Linked DNA regions of Oryctolagus cuniculus: region 2 is linked to region 1. A link is a contact called in public Micro-C data. All regions are on one chromosome and are shown on one strand. Each heading gives the region's core, a stretch centred on a gene start, on an enhancer-like site or on the middle of the called end of the contact. The rest is flanking DNA. Distances are from core to core; before and after follow the strand shown.

Region 1 (6,250 bases), core at 1,832-4,331:
AATGCCAGTCCCTCCCTGTCTCTTGCAGCAGTGCCCCCGTGATGGCCCTTTGTCTGCCCCGGTGGAGACAGCTGGCCCCAGTCCCCAGCCTCACACACTCTCAGAACAGCCATCTGGTTCCCCTGCCCTGAGCCCTTCCTGCCAGGGCCTGGTCCTCCCAGTTCCCTTTGCTACCTGGACCCCGGAGGGTTGCCCTCTCGGCATGCCACCTGTTGCTCCCTTTCTGATTCTCACTTCGCCAGTACTAGTTTAGCCTACTTTTTTCTTCTTAATTTTTTTATTGTTTGTATTTATTTGAAAAAGAAAGAGAGGGCGAGACCTACAGCCAGCTGGTTCAATCCCCAATGCCCACAACAGCCAGGGCTGAAGCTAGGAGCCTGGAATTCAATCTGGGTCTCCCACATGGGTGGCACTGACTTAATTACTTGAGCTGTCACCTGCTACCTCCCAGGGTCTGGTCTACATTAGCAGGAAGCTGGAATTTGGAACTGGGACTCAAACCCAGGCACTCTAACATGGGATATGGGCCTCCCAACAGGCAGTAGCTGCTAGGCCAAATGCCTGTCCCAAAGTATTTTTCTTCCCTAAACTTCTCATGAAGTTACTGGATAGCCCCAAAAGCTGTATTCAGAATCAGTGCATGCTTTCAAAGGGAGCTTCTCAAGGAAGAAGACTTGAAAACTCGAGGCACTGTTGGGGAGTGGTGATGCATGCGTATTTTTTTAGGATAAACTTCTCTTTTAATGCATTTTTAACGTTTAATTCTTTTTTTTTTAAAGATTTATTTATTTATTTGAAAGGCAGAGTTACACACACACACACACACACACACACAGGTCTTCCATCTGCTGGTTCACCCTCCAAATGGCCGCAACGGCCAGAGCTGCACTGATCCGAAGCCAGGAGCCAGGTGCTTCCTCCAGGTCTCCCACATGGGTGCAGGGGCCCAAGGACTTGGACCATCTTCCACTGCTTTCCCAGGCCATAGCAGAGAGCTGGATCGGAAGAGGGGCAGCTGGGACTAGAACTGGCAGCCATATGGGATGCCGGCACTGCAGGCAGAGGCTTAGTCCACTATGCCACAGCGCCAGCCCCTGCATATTGTGCTTCCAACCTTTTAAATGCTCTACCGAAGTTGTAGAATTTACTAGTTATATATATATATATGTGTGTGTATACACACACACACACATACCCTCTTACAAATTCTTAAACATTTCCTGCTTTTTCATGCAAGACCGGAGAGAACAAAATTCGTTAATTGTGTTGTGACTGCCAGCACGTGTTAAGTAACAACTTGGAGAGTCACGTGGGGACCCACCAGGCGTTGGCTGAGCACCAGGAGGTCCTGCAGGCACATGGAAAGCAGCACTTGGACAAGGACAGAGTCCTGGTGTAGCACTTAATCCTGCAGGGGCAGGACACGGTGCTGGTGGAACAGTGCCCCGGACCCCGTGGTGCTGCCTCTGGAGCTTGGGGGGGAGTGGGATGCGGCATAGTGGGGGTAGGTCATTGCTCTCCCATTCCAGGTGCCCAAGGTCTGGAAGACGTGGATCCCATGCACCTAGACTCAGCTATAAGGGGCTGGCGCTGTGGCTCGGCGGGTTCACGCCATATGGGATGCCGGTTCAAGACCCGGCCGCTCCACTTCCCATCCAGCTCTCTGCTGTGGCCTGGGAAAGCAGTGGAGGATGGCCCAAGTCCTTGGGTCCCTGCACCCATGTGGGAGACCTGGCGGAAGCTCCTGGCTCCTGGCTTCGATCAGCACAGCTCTAGCTGTTGCGGTCAACTGGAGAATGAACCAGTGGATGGAAGACCTCTCTCTGTCTCTCTCTGCCTCTCCTTCTCTCTGTATAACTCTTTCAAATAAATAAATAAATCTTAAAAAAGAAAACCCAGCTGTGGCTGGACCTGTGGGTGCATCATATGGTCTTGGTAAGCTTCAGTTCTTCTTAGCCGTTTGCTTGGGTTCACACAGGTAGCTTCCTAGTGGTTTGTTGCATTCTGTGGGCATTCCTTTCCTTTAGGTAAATTAAGCTCTTAAGTCCATAGAACCCCCTCTATTCATTCATCAACATCTCCGGGTGCTGGCTATGCAGCATAAACCAACAAGAATCACTCTCCTTTTGGAGTTTACCTGGGAGAGGAGGATCGTGAACAGAACTCAAGTTGGCGCTGGCGCTGTGGTGCAGAGGGTTAAGCCACCATCTGCCTCTCCGCATTCCATATGAGAGCTGATTCCAGTACCCACTGATCCACTTCCCATCCAGCTCCCTGCTAACACGCCTGGGAAGGCAGCAGAGGATGGCCCAAGCGCTTGGGCCCCTGCACCTATGTAGGAGACCAGGAAGAAGTTCCAGGCTCCTGGCTTCAGCCTGGCTCCGCCCTCGACATTGCAGCCATCTGGGGAGTGCACCAGGGGATGGAAGATCTCTGTCTTACAGAGACGTTTGAGAGCTGCCTTTCAAATATATAATACATTTATAAAAAATAATTCGGCCGGCACTGCGGCTCACTAGGCTAATCCTCCGCCTGCGGTGCCAGCACCCTGGATTCTAGTCCTGGTTGGGGAGCTGGATTCTGTCCCAGTTGCTCCTCTTCCAGTCCAGCTCTCTGCTGTGGCCCAGGAAGGCAGTGGAGGATGGCCCAGGTCCTTGGGCCCTGCACCTGCATGGGAGACCAGGAGGAAGCACCTGGCTCCTGGCTTCAGATCGGCACAGCGCCCCGGCCGGCCGTAGTGGCCATTTGGGGGGTGAACCAACGGAAAAGGAAGACCTTTCTCTCTGTCTCCCCCTCACTGTCTAACTCTGCCTGTCAATAAATAAATAAATAAATAAAATCTTTTTAAAAAAGCAAATAATAAATCCTTAAAAGTCTTCCCCAGGCGTTCTCACCCTTACAGCTCCGAGTCTAGCGTTGAGACCACTTCTCATCTCCCAGGCAAAGCCTTCTCCGGCCCCGCCCAGCCCCGCCCATCGCCCATTGCCCCGCCCCAGACCCGCCCATCTCGCCCCAGCCCAGCCCCTGCCCGGCCCCGCCCTCCTCGCTGCCCAGCCCTTCGCCCCTCCCCAGACCCGCCCTGCTCGCCGCCCCGCCCACCGCCCCGCCCCCAGCCCCGAGCTCCCGGTGCGCGTGGCGCCGTCCGCGGGGTCCGCGCAGTCCCGGCGGCCCACGACGTGGGGAGGATGGCGCTCGCGGAGCTGCGCTTGGTGCTGTTGCTCTTGGCCGGGGCCCTGGCAGGTAGCGCTCCCTGAGGGCCAGGCGAGCAGCCACCCGCGCCGGGGCGCCTCGGGGGGAAGCATCGGGCCGGCGCCGCGCTGTCCCGGCTCCGGGAGATTTAGGCCACCGGCCCCGCGCGCCCGTTAGTGGCGGTTCCCCGCCGTGGGCGCTGCCCCGAGGACCCGGCGGCGCCCCTTGGTTGGTAGCCGGCTGGGCCAGCCGCTGCTTCAGCGTGTGCCCCCGTCTGCTCGTGGTGTCTTGGAGCAGGGTGGTTGTGCCCAGGCCCGCGTGTTGGGTTTGTAGAGTCCGCGGGGGACGTCCGGGGCCTTGCAGTGGAGAGTGGCCCTGAGAAGGGGCCGAGTCTGGCCAGAGCCCGGGCGTGGGCCCCGGCTGCCGGGTCGGTTCTCCCCAGGTCGGGTGGGGACCGGAGTGGCCGTGCGTCCTGCGCCGTGGACAGCAGCCCGTGTGGGGGCGCTGGCTGGGGACGAGAGGAGGATGTGGCTCGAAGCTCACCAGCCGGCTCCGGCCCTGTTCTGTAATCTGCCTCTGTTTTCCTCTTTCAGCCTCTGCGGACTCTCAGTTCGGGCAGCCTTCAGAGTATAGAACAGTAAGTGGGAAACCACTCGCGTTTTCCTCGTGGACACCGGGAGACGCGAACCGCTTTGCTTGGGGGCTGGTGTTAGGGTCTGATCTGCCGTTTTACGAACTGTCGTCTGCTTTAGAAAGCCGGTGCTCGCTGGCCCATCTTGTCCCTCCCTCCCTCTCTTCCCGCCCCCCTTTCCTTCCTTCCTTTCAATAAATGCATTTACTGAATTTTTTCAAAGATTTATTTATTTGAAAGGCAGTTACAGACACCACCCCCTATCCTCCACCCCCAGAGAGAGAGAGAGAGTTTTCATCCACTGGTTCATTCCCCAAATAGCCACAATGACCCAGGCTGAGCCATGCCACAGCTAGGGGCCTGGAACTCCATCTGGGCCTTCCATATGGGTGACGGGGCCCCAAGTACTTGGTCCCTCTTCTGCTGCTTTCCCAGGCGCAGTAGCAGGAGGTTGGCTCGAGATGGAGCAGCCGGGACTCGAACCCTCATCCATGTGGGATGCTGGTGTCGCAGGCAGGGGCAGCCGGCTAACCCTTTGGATTCAGATAGGAGTGTAACTTTTCCTTGAAAGTAGTTCAGTCTTCACTGGCCTCAGAGCTGTGCTTGCTTTTTTGTCTTCTCTAGTAATTCAAGAAGTCCATGGCTGGAGAGTTGTGCTTTATCACATCAATCTGTGGGTGTCAATGGCACAGCGCTCCCAGGAGAACAAGCCAAGGCTGTTTACTGAGAGCTTGCAGAGCAAGGGAGCAGCCTGGTATGGGAGAGGGACAGGCGCGGGTCATGCCGAGCAGCCATGGGGCTTTCCATGTCAGGCAGCCTCCGGCTGGCCTTAAGGTGGAGTCAAGGACGAAAGGTAGGAAGCGCCGTCGGTTCAGGAAGTCCCGGCCTTCTGGTGCTGATTGCTGTCTGGCTTCCTGGCCTGTTGCTGGCGGGAGCCGCCTGGCTTCCTCGAAGGCTGACTTGGGCTGGTTTTGCTATGCTGCGGCTTAGTTTCCCGGGCAGGTGGCTACAGTTCTTTTTCTACGAGGAGTGTTTCAAGAATGTTATGGGAAAGGTGTATTATGAACAAGCTATGCATGGACTTCAAAAAGTTTGCACCGAAGTTAGCTTATTTGTTTTTGTTTTAAGATGTATTTATTTGAAAGGCTGAGAGACAGAGGGAAAAGGGAGACAGATCTTCTCACTCCTCAAATGACCACAACTCTGCGCCAGCTCTGGGCCAGGCTGAAGCCAGCAGCCAGGAACTCCATGTGGGTCTTGGATGTGGGTGGCAGGGGCCCAAGGACTTGGACCATCTTCCACTGCCTGCCCGCAAGCATTAACAGGAACCTGGATTGAGTGGAGTACCAGGACTTGAACCTGTACTCTGATGTGGGATGGTGGCACGGTAGGCAGTGGCTTAACCTGATGAGCCACAGTGCCAGCCCCAAGCCTGTCTTTTAGTCGCATTTTCTGTGACCTTTTTCAAGTCCCCTTGGAGGATCTGGTTGTTACCTGTCTGCGCATTCAGTCTCCATTCTCACGGTGACCTTGTCAGATAGCTGTTGCTGGATTAACATCAGCGGGTTAAGCCACTGCAGGTGTTTGGGCGGTAGTTGACCTCTTCCAGGAAGGCTTCCAGCCCTGCGTCCTTCCTCCAAAGCACACAGACATGCACTTTCTCTGTGCTGCTGTTGAATACGGTGCCGTCATCACCGTGGCACCCATGTGCCCCGCCCTGTTCCACATGCTTTCTGTGTTCCATCTTTGCTAACACTGTGAGGTGGGCATGATTACCCCGTGGTGAGGGTCACTTGGGTATTATAGAACCAAACTTCCAGTCCAGGCAGTCTGACTGCGGGTCCTGTGCTTCTCACTACCCCGGCCTGGAACTGAATTGTGATTCCTCATTCACCTGTCTCCCGGCAAGGAAGCCACACTGCAGGGGTCAGACATGATGGCCCGCAGGGCCCAGTTCTCAGCTCCCTGTGGGTGCCCAGTAGTGCTCTTGGGTCACGTGACTCAGTTACCTTGGGTCTGGTCTCCTTTCAGAAAAAGAATCCCCCTGCCTTTGTCTCGGGGTGAGGTGAGTGTGGTGCCCACGGTGTGTGAAGTGTGAGGACATGGTCCCACTCAGGAGGCAGGGCAGGTGCGCAGGGCCTGCCCGGTTTAGAAGGATTATTAAAAGGGTGACTCACCAGGGAGCTCCTTGGTTTTTCCTGTCCATTTCCATTGCTACTTGCCAAGTTGCAGCCCCCATTACCTCTCGCCTAGGTTTGCTTAGAAACCCCCAGCTTGGCCGGCGCCGCGGCTCACTAGGTTAATCCTCCGCCTGTGGCATCGGCACACCAGGTTCTAGTCCCAGTCGGGGCACCAGATTCTGTCCCAGTTGCTCCTCTTCCAGTCCAGCTCTCTGCTGTGGCCCAGGAAGGCAGTGGAGGATGGCCCAAG
Region 2 (6,250 bases), core at 1,719-4,218, 340 kb after region 1:
AGGCTCTCTCCCCGTGCCCCTGCCTACAAAGCTCAGAAATTGGGTTCTGGAAAGAGGGCAACTGAAAGGACTGGAAGTTCACTTGGGAATGAGTTAAATCCTACACCACCCTCGGCCTGAGCTGAAGACGGGATTCCTTGTATTGGAGGACACCAGACACATTTCTTTTTTAAAGATTTATTTATTTATTTGAAAGGCAGTTACAGAGAGAGAAGGAGAGCAAGAGATCTTTCATCTGCTGGTTCACTCCCCAAATGGCCTCAGTGGCTGGGGCTGGGCCAAACCAAAGCCAGGTCTCCCATGTGGATGGCAGGGGCCTGACACCTGGCCATCTGCTGCTGCCTTCCCAGGCACATCAGCAGGGAGCTGGATGGGAAGTGGAGCAGCCAGGACTTGAAACCTCTGACATGGAATGCCAATGTTGCAGGGCCTTACCCGCCGCACAACACCTGCCCCTTCAACTTTATGAGAGTAGACAATGCTCCTGCAGTCCTGTTCAGAGCCAAGGGCATGTACTGACGACTTTCACCAAACGCTTCATGCTGTCACACCATCAGATGTTAGTAGATCTACTCCCCAGCCAGCCAAGGTCTGGGCATCAACGTCACACAATCCAGAACTCCCAGGGAAGCCTGCGTGGGTTTTATCTCCAACATCTGTGTTGACCCCAGCTTCAGTCTTTGCTGTGGACAAATTAGCAAGACAGTGGATCCCACCAGGAAAGCGCTGCGGGTCTGCCTTCTGAATCTTCTGGGAGCCATCCAACAGTGACCAATCAACCAGCACCCTTCCAGCCTCTGCCACCTCACTGATGCAGGATTCCAGCTCTTCCTGCACGGTAAGCGCTCCCAGTGCAGCCAGCCCAAGCCATTAGTAGGAAGCTGGATGAAAAGCAGAGCGACCAGCATGCAAACCAGCTATGGGACACTGGCATGGCAGGTGGCGGCTTAACCCCCTGTACCACAATCCTGGCCCCACCAGACACTTTAAACAGGAGAATGAAGTGGAAAATTAGAGACACCGCACCCTCTGCAACTCTCTGCTTCCACTTGATTTTCAACAAAACTTGTCCCTGAACTCAAGAACTTATAATCAGCTTTTAAGTATGTGCGATCGCTGGAGGACGTAGGGTCTAATTGGATACAGAGGGCAAGAAAGAGGTGAGGCTGTTAACCAGCCATCTGGGTGGATGACGGTGTCCTCTCCAAATAGAAAAACAGACAAGATACATCTTGGGGGACCCCTCCCCCCAATAGGTCATGTTAGTTTTAATAGCCATGGCATATCCTGGTTGTAGGGGATGCTGCTCCCCCCCCCCCCCGCCCCAGAAGAGCACCCCTGGGGGTGGTCTCTGGGTTAGTCCCCTGCCAGGATAAGCATCTTAAGTGGGGTCTGGTGGGGAGGGCCCACGCACGCCTAATGCAGCTGCAGCTCCTAAAATACTGGCCTATTTGGCCCATCGTGCCACAAGCTATTTAAGGCGCACTGCAGCCCGGCTGTGCAGATTCCGGACCAAGGGCGGCCCTCGGGCCCTCCCACAGGAGTTTCCCAGTGGTTTCTCTGGAGGGACATTACGAGTGAACCCTTTTGGGCTTCGGGCTCCCGCAGGGCGACACTGGTCAAGAAAGGTGGTCGGGAAGTGGAGAAGTTTCCCAGATTCCTGCAAAACGTTTTTTGGTCATAACTGAGAATGAGAGCGCACCCCGTTCTTTCCTTACTGAGCTGCCATCTCTCACGCCTTGCGCTCCCACATGCTCCCCCCCAAAACCGGCAGAAAACACCTCTGCTTGCTTCTGGTTCCACACCCAAACCTCAGGGCACCGCTTTATTGCCCTGGACGCCTACTGTAGCAACTCAGGTGTCGCCCATGAGGGCAACTCCCTTGCTCGACTCTGCCCGCCCCGCCCGCGCAGCTTATGGAACTCGCCACTTCGGACCTGCCTTATTTTCTCTGGAGATCCTACTCAAAGCTGCACATCCTACCGTTTTTGCTGCATTTAAAGTGAGCCGTGGCCTGGCCTGGGTCGCTCTGTCCTCTGTTTTTTCTGGCCAGTTGCATTGCTATCTACTCAAAAACTAGCCCTGTAAGAGTGTTATCGGTAAGGACTGTTCACATTAAGCTCCGTAACCTTGCTTGTTCTGGCTTCCGTAACAAGTGCTTGCCTTTGTCCTGAGCTCCCAACAGGATGTGGTTGACCCCTGGCCTGCATCGACTGGGGAGCACACGTCCCCGTGCAGCCGCCGGCTTTCAGAAACAGACTCCACGATTCGCCCCGAGGCTTTGGCGCCTTCTGGAACTCGCTGTTCACATCTGCTTCTCGACTTCAGCCCGGGGCGGCTGTTGTAGAGCAGCTGTTAGGCAGAGGTTGGGGACGCGCGCCTCGCCTGTGGCAGGGGCTGGGCTCGAGCCCGGCTCCGGTTCGTTTCCTGCTCATGCTTCCCGGGACGTAGCAGGTGATGGCTCTGCGTTCCTGGGCGTCCGTCCCCCACGGAGGAGGCCCTGGCTGGGGCTGGCATCCGGGGAGCTAACCAGCAGATGGAGGATCTCTCTGCCTTATTTCAAATATGTATTAAATGTCCGCTTCACGATGACAAGGAGTCCGTGTGCAGGCGCCACAAATGTCGAGAGCTTGGAGTGCGCTCACTCCAGTTTTTCACGATGATTTCCCCTTTCTTCATATCCACCCTAGGGGGATTTTTATTACCACCTCATCTGCGGTTGAAAACCCAAGAACCTTGCCCAGGGTTTCAAGGCAGCGAATACAGAGGATGCGGTTCCAAGCCGATCAATTCCAAAGTCCTACAGATCCCGTCCCAGACCCAGCGTGACCAGCGCAAGCGGCTGAGCCGAGGACCGTCAGCTAACAAGCCTGCTGCGGCTGTCAGCTACCTCTGCGCCACAGCTCCGGGATATGGCCCACAGCCCTGAGGCGCGCGCGCGCTGACGTCAACGCGACGACGCCGGAGACTGACGTAAGGGCCGCGCGACGGGGTGAAGTGATTCCGGAAGTGCTGTTGAAGGGCGGGGGGAAGGTCTGGATGGGCTGAGACTTCCGCCGGTGAGACCCTGAGCGGGTCGCGGCGGGGTGTGGTGTCCGGCGAGGGGTTTGTGCGTCGGAAGCCGCGTGGGCGAGACCTAAGCCGGCTGCGGCGCGGGCTTGCGCGGGGTCGCGGGCGCTAGTGTGCGGGTCGGTGCGGGCTGTGCGCTGTCTGCGAGTCACCTGGCTCCCGCGCTCAGGGGGAAGTGCACCTGCTCCACACGGGGCGGTGGTGTTAAACGCGGTCGCAGGATGTGCGTTAAGCAGCAGCTGGGTAAGGGAAAATTAAGTTTCTAGCTTTATTTTATATTCACAGTGAAAATCAAAAACCGAGACAACACTGGATTTTGGCTAAATTCTCTACCAACCACTGGGAAACTGGAAATTAAAATTAGAAAAACATCTTAATTGTATAGATAAGTGTGATGTGAGTGTAGTTTGTCATTTAAATGATACTTTCTGTAAGAATTCATATTATAATCCTGCCCATTCATTAATATCAAATAAGCTTTAAAATATATTGATGAGGTTATTCTGATGTGGAAAATTAACTTCATGTTGGTACGTTCAAGGAAGATAAGTGGCTTTTGCAAGTGGACTCGGTTTTTATAAAAATGCCTCAATGGGATAGATTCCGTGTGTAGACGATTTGATAGGCACGTGCTGGAGTGGGTGGCAGAAGCATTAACTGGATTGTGAAGTAAACGCCTCTCCTACAGTTCTATGTGCTGTAGACAACCATTCCTACATGATCATTCGTATGTCTAAGGAAAGCTGAAAATCTGTCTTGGACAGGCCAAAAAGAAGTGCTTGGAGCAATGCTTACTAAAAACCACCACTGAGGTTCTCTGGTATTGCTGAGGTTTGCATCCAGAAGTCCTGCATCTTCAAAGTTTGAGTCTCTGCAGGTGTTCATTGTATACTCCTGAGAAGGTTCTTAGTTTCCGACTGATGTTAATGACCTGGCTGAATATTTTGACTCGGTAAGGAAATTGGCCCAAATAAATATGAGCAAATAAACTTCAGGATTGTCAGTGGGCTCCTTGATAAATCTTACTTGTTTTGAAATCTGGAACTAAGATTCTGGGGTAGGGGGTGATCACCTTCAAGGAAGGTTTTTGTTATCGTCAATCCTTAATGTTTCTCTGAAATACTGTTCCAAATGTTCTTGTTATAGACTCTTTATTGAGTTGTAATACTGTATTTAGGGGGTAAATCTAAACTTGGCAATTTAAGAATCAAACAAGGCTATGAATAAAACTATAGGAGTGTGACCTCTAAAGTGCTGTAATAAGTGCTGAAAAAGCACTCTTCTCATGTATAACAGTCTACAACTGGTTGGGTAGAAGGTAGGATTTTTTTTTTCCCCCAACAGAGATGCATTTTGCCTTCATTCGCATCTGAACTTAAAAGCAGACTTTATTTCACTAGTTGTTTCAAAGTCACTATATAGGATTTTGACAGTCTTAATCTTCCTATAACTGTAAGGAAAAATGTGCTGCTTTAAACGTGGTTTTATTGGTTGATTATATAGATTTTTCACACTGTGATCAGTTGACGTCTACACTGTTTGCATTGTCATCTGTTCTATCGTTCCTTTCTTTTTCAAGCTCTGACCCAGTGTTTGAAGTGACTGCATCAGATTCATTTTGGCCTCATTAGTCCCCAGAGTTATGCACGTTTCTTAAGTTCATAGACTATTCAGTTCCATGTCTGTCTTTGATAGTTTTACAAGGAGTGACCACAGAGAAGCTTCGCTCCCGATGTTTCTCTTCATACATAGTTCTCTGCTGTAGATGAACGGTGTCTAGATGCACGTTCGTGAAATGACTCTTCAGGAATTGGTGCACCAGGCCGCCTCCCTCTATTCGGACAGAATAGCCGTGTGTTTTGATGAATGCAACAACCAGCCTCCAGTTTATTACACCTATAAGACTGTGGTTACTGCTGCCTCAGAATTATCCAGTTTCCTGCTGTCACACTGTGACTTTGACGGAATTCGGGAAATTGGTCTCTACTGCCAGCCGGGAATAAACGTGCCCTCTTGGATTTTAGGGTAATATTTCTTTTTTCTTTACCTCTCAAAATCTTGAGTTACAGACAGTGAGAGGGAGAGACAGGTCTTCCATTGGTTCACTCCCCAGATGGCAGCAATGGCCAGAGCTGCGCTGGAGCTTCCTCCAAGTCTCCCCTGTGGGTGCAGGGGCCCAAGCACTTGGGCCATCTTCTACTGCTTTCCCAGGCCATAGCAGAGAGCTGGACTGGAATAGGGGCAGCCAGGACTAGAACTGGTGCCCACATAGGATGCCGGTGCTGCAGATGGAGGATTAACCTACTGCGCCACGGCGCCGGCCCCAAGGGTAATATTTCTTACTACTATAAATTTGATACTACCTTAAATTCATAACTTTGTAATTTATAGAATATGTTACAAGGTACTATTCTGTTGACAGTTGGATTTTTTTCTGTAGTTTGGTTAATTCTAGAGAGGCTAAAGGAGTTGACATCTCTCCTAGTGTTATGTGTAATCATTTGAATTAATTAATTTGAGCTTATTTAGGAGACACTAGAAATTTTCACTTGGCGCCTTTAAAAATGTCCAGATTCTAAAGGCTCTTCTTTGTCAGAGGAAAATAATTATAATTTGTAGTTAGACAACATAAGGATTTGAGAAGTAACATATTTTTTCTCTTGGAAGTCAAAGTTTAGGAGCTCATGCATTCAGTGGAGGGATGAATGAGAGTATTGGGTCATGATCCATAAAAGCTGAAAGACCATTGGAAGATCCTTAAACAATACCTATAAAATGTTCAGTCTCCTTAATTATTCCTGTCAATGTATTTTCTGTTATACAGCAAAAGGCTGCCAAAGAATTAGATTTTTTATCCTATAAGGTTTGTCTTAGGTTAACTATGTAAGTATAGAATTCAGAAATTTACTTTGATTCATTTACAAAAACTTAAAGAATTTACTTCAAAGATCTAGAACTTCAGAGTACTTTTTTACTTAAAATGACTAAATGTCTTGTTTATACAAGTTTTGCTGCATACAAGCTAATCCTAAAGCTCTTCTCCCCCCGCCCAGAAAAGCTCTCCTCCTGATCTGGGTGAAGGGTCTTTTGTATGAAAGTCTCATATTCTGCATACAAATAAGATGCATGCGGATACTTAGCTTTTCTCTTACCCTACAGATGAAGAAATCAGACTTATTTT

The links. A called contact is a pair of places that touch in the nucleus more often than the background predicts.
Region 2: a contact with region 1 is called in a Micro-C map of ear pinna, with 2.5 times the contacts expected there. The contact joins the promoter of AASDH here to the promoter of SPINK2 in region 1. A contact is called at or near these places in 2 of 6 Hi-C or Micro-C datasets (ear pinna and an unstated tissue).

Annotation. Positions count from the first base shown.
Region 1 is chr8:107,823,211-107,829,460 of mOryCun1.1, forward strand. SPINK2 (serine peptidase inhibitor Kazal type 2) reads left to right here and starts at 3,082. Exons shown (of 4, transcript XM_051820245.2): 1 at 3,082-3,240; 2 at 3,783-3,826. The coding sequence starts at 3,186.
Region 2 is chr8:108,158,861-108,165,110 of mOryCun1.1, forward strand. It overlaps AASDH (aminoadipate-semialdehyde dehydrogenase), which reads left to right and starts at 2,969. Exons shown (of 16, transcript XM_070048081.1): 1 at 2,969-3,059; 2 at 3,834-4,021; 3 at 4,649-5,094. The coding sequence starts at 4,850.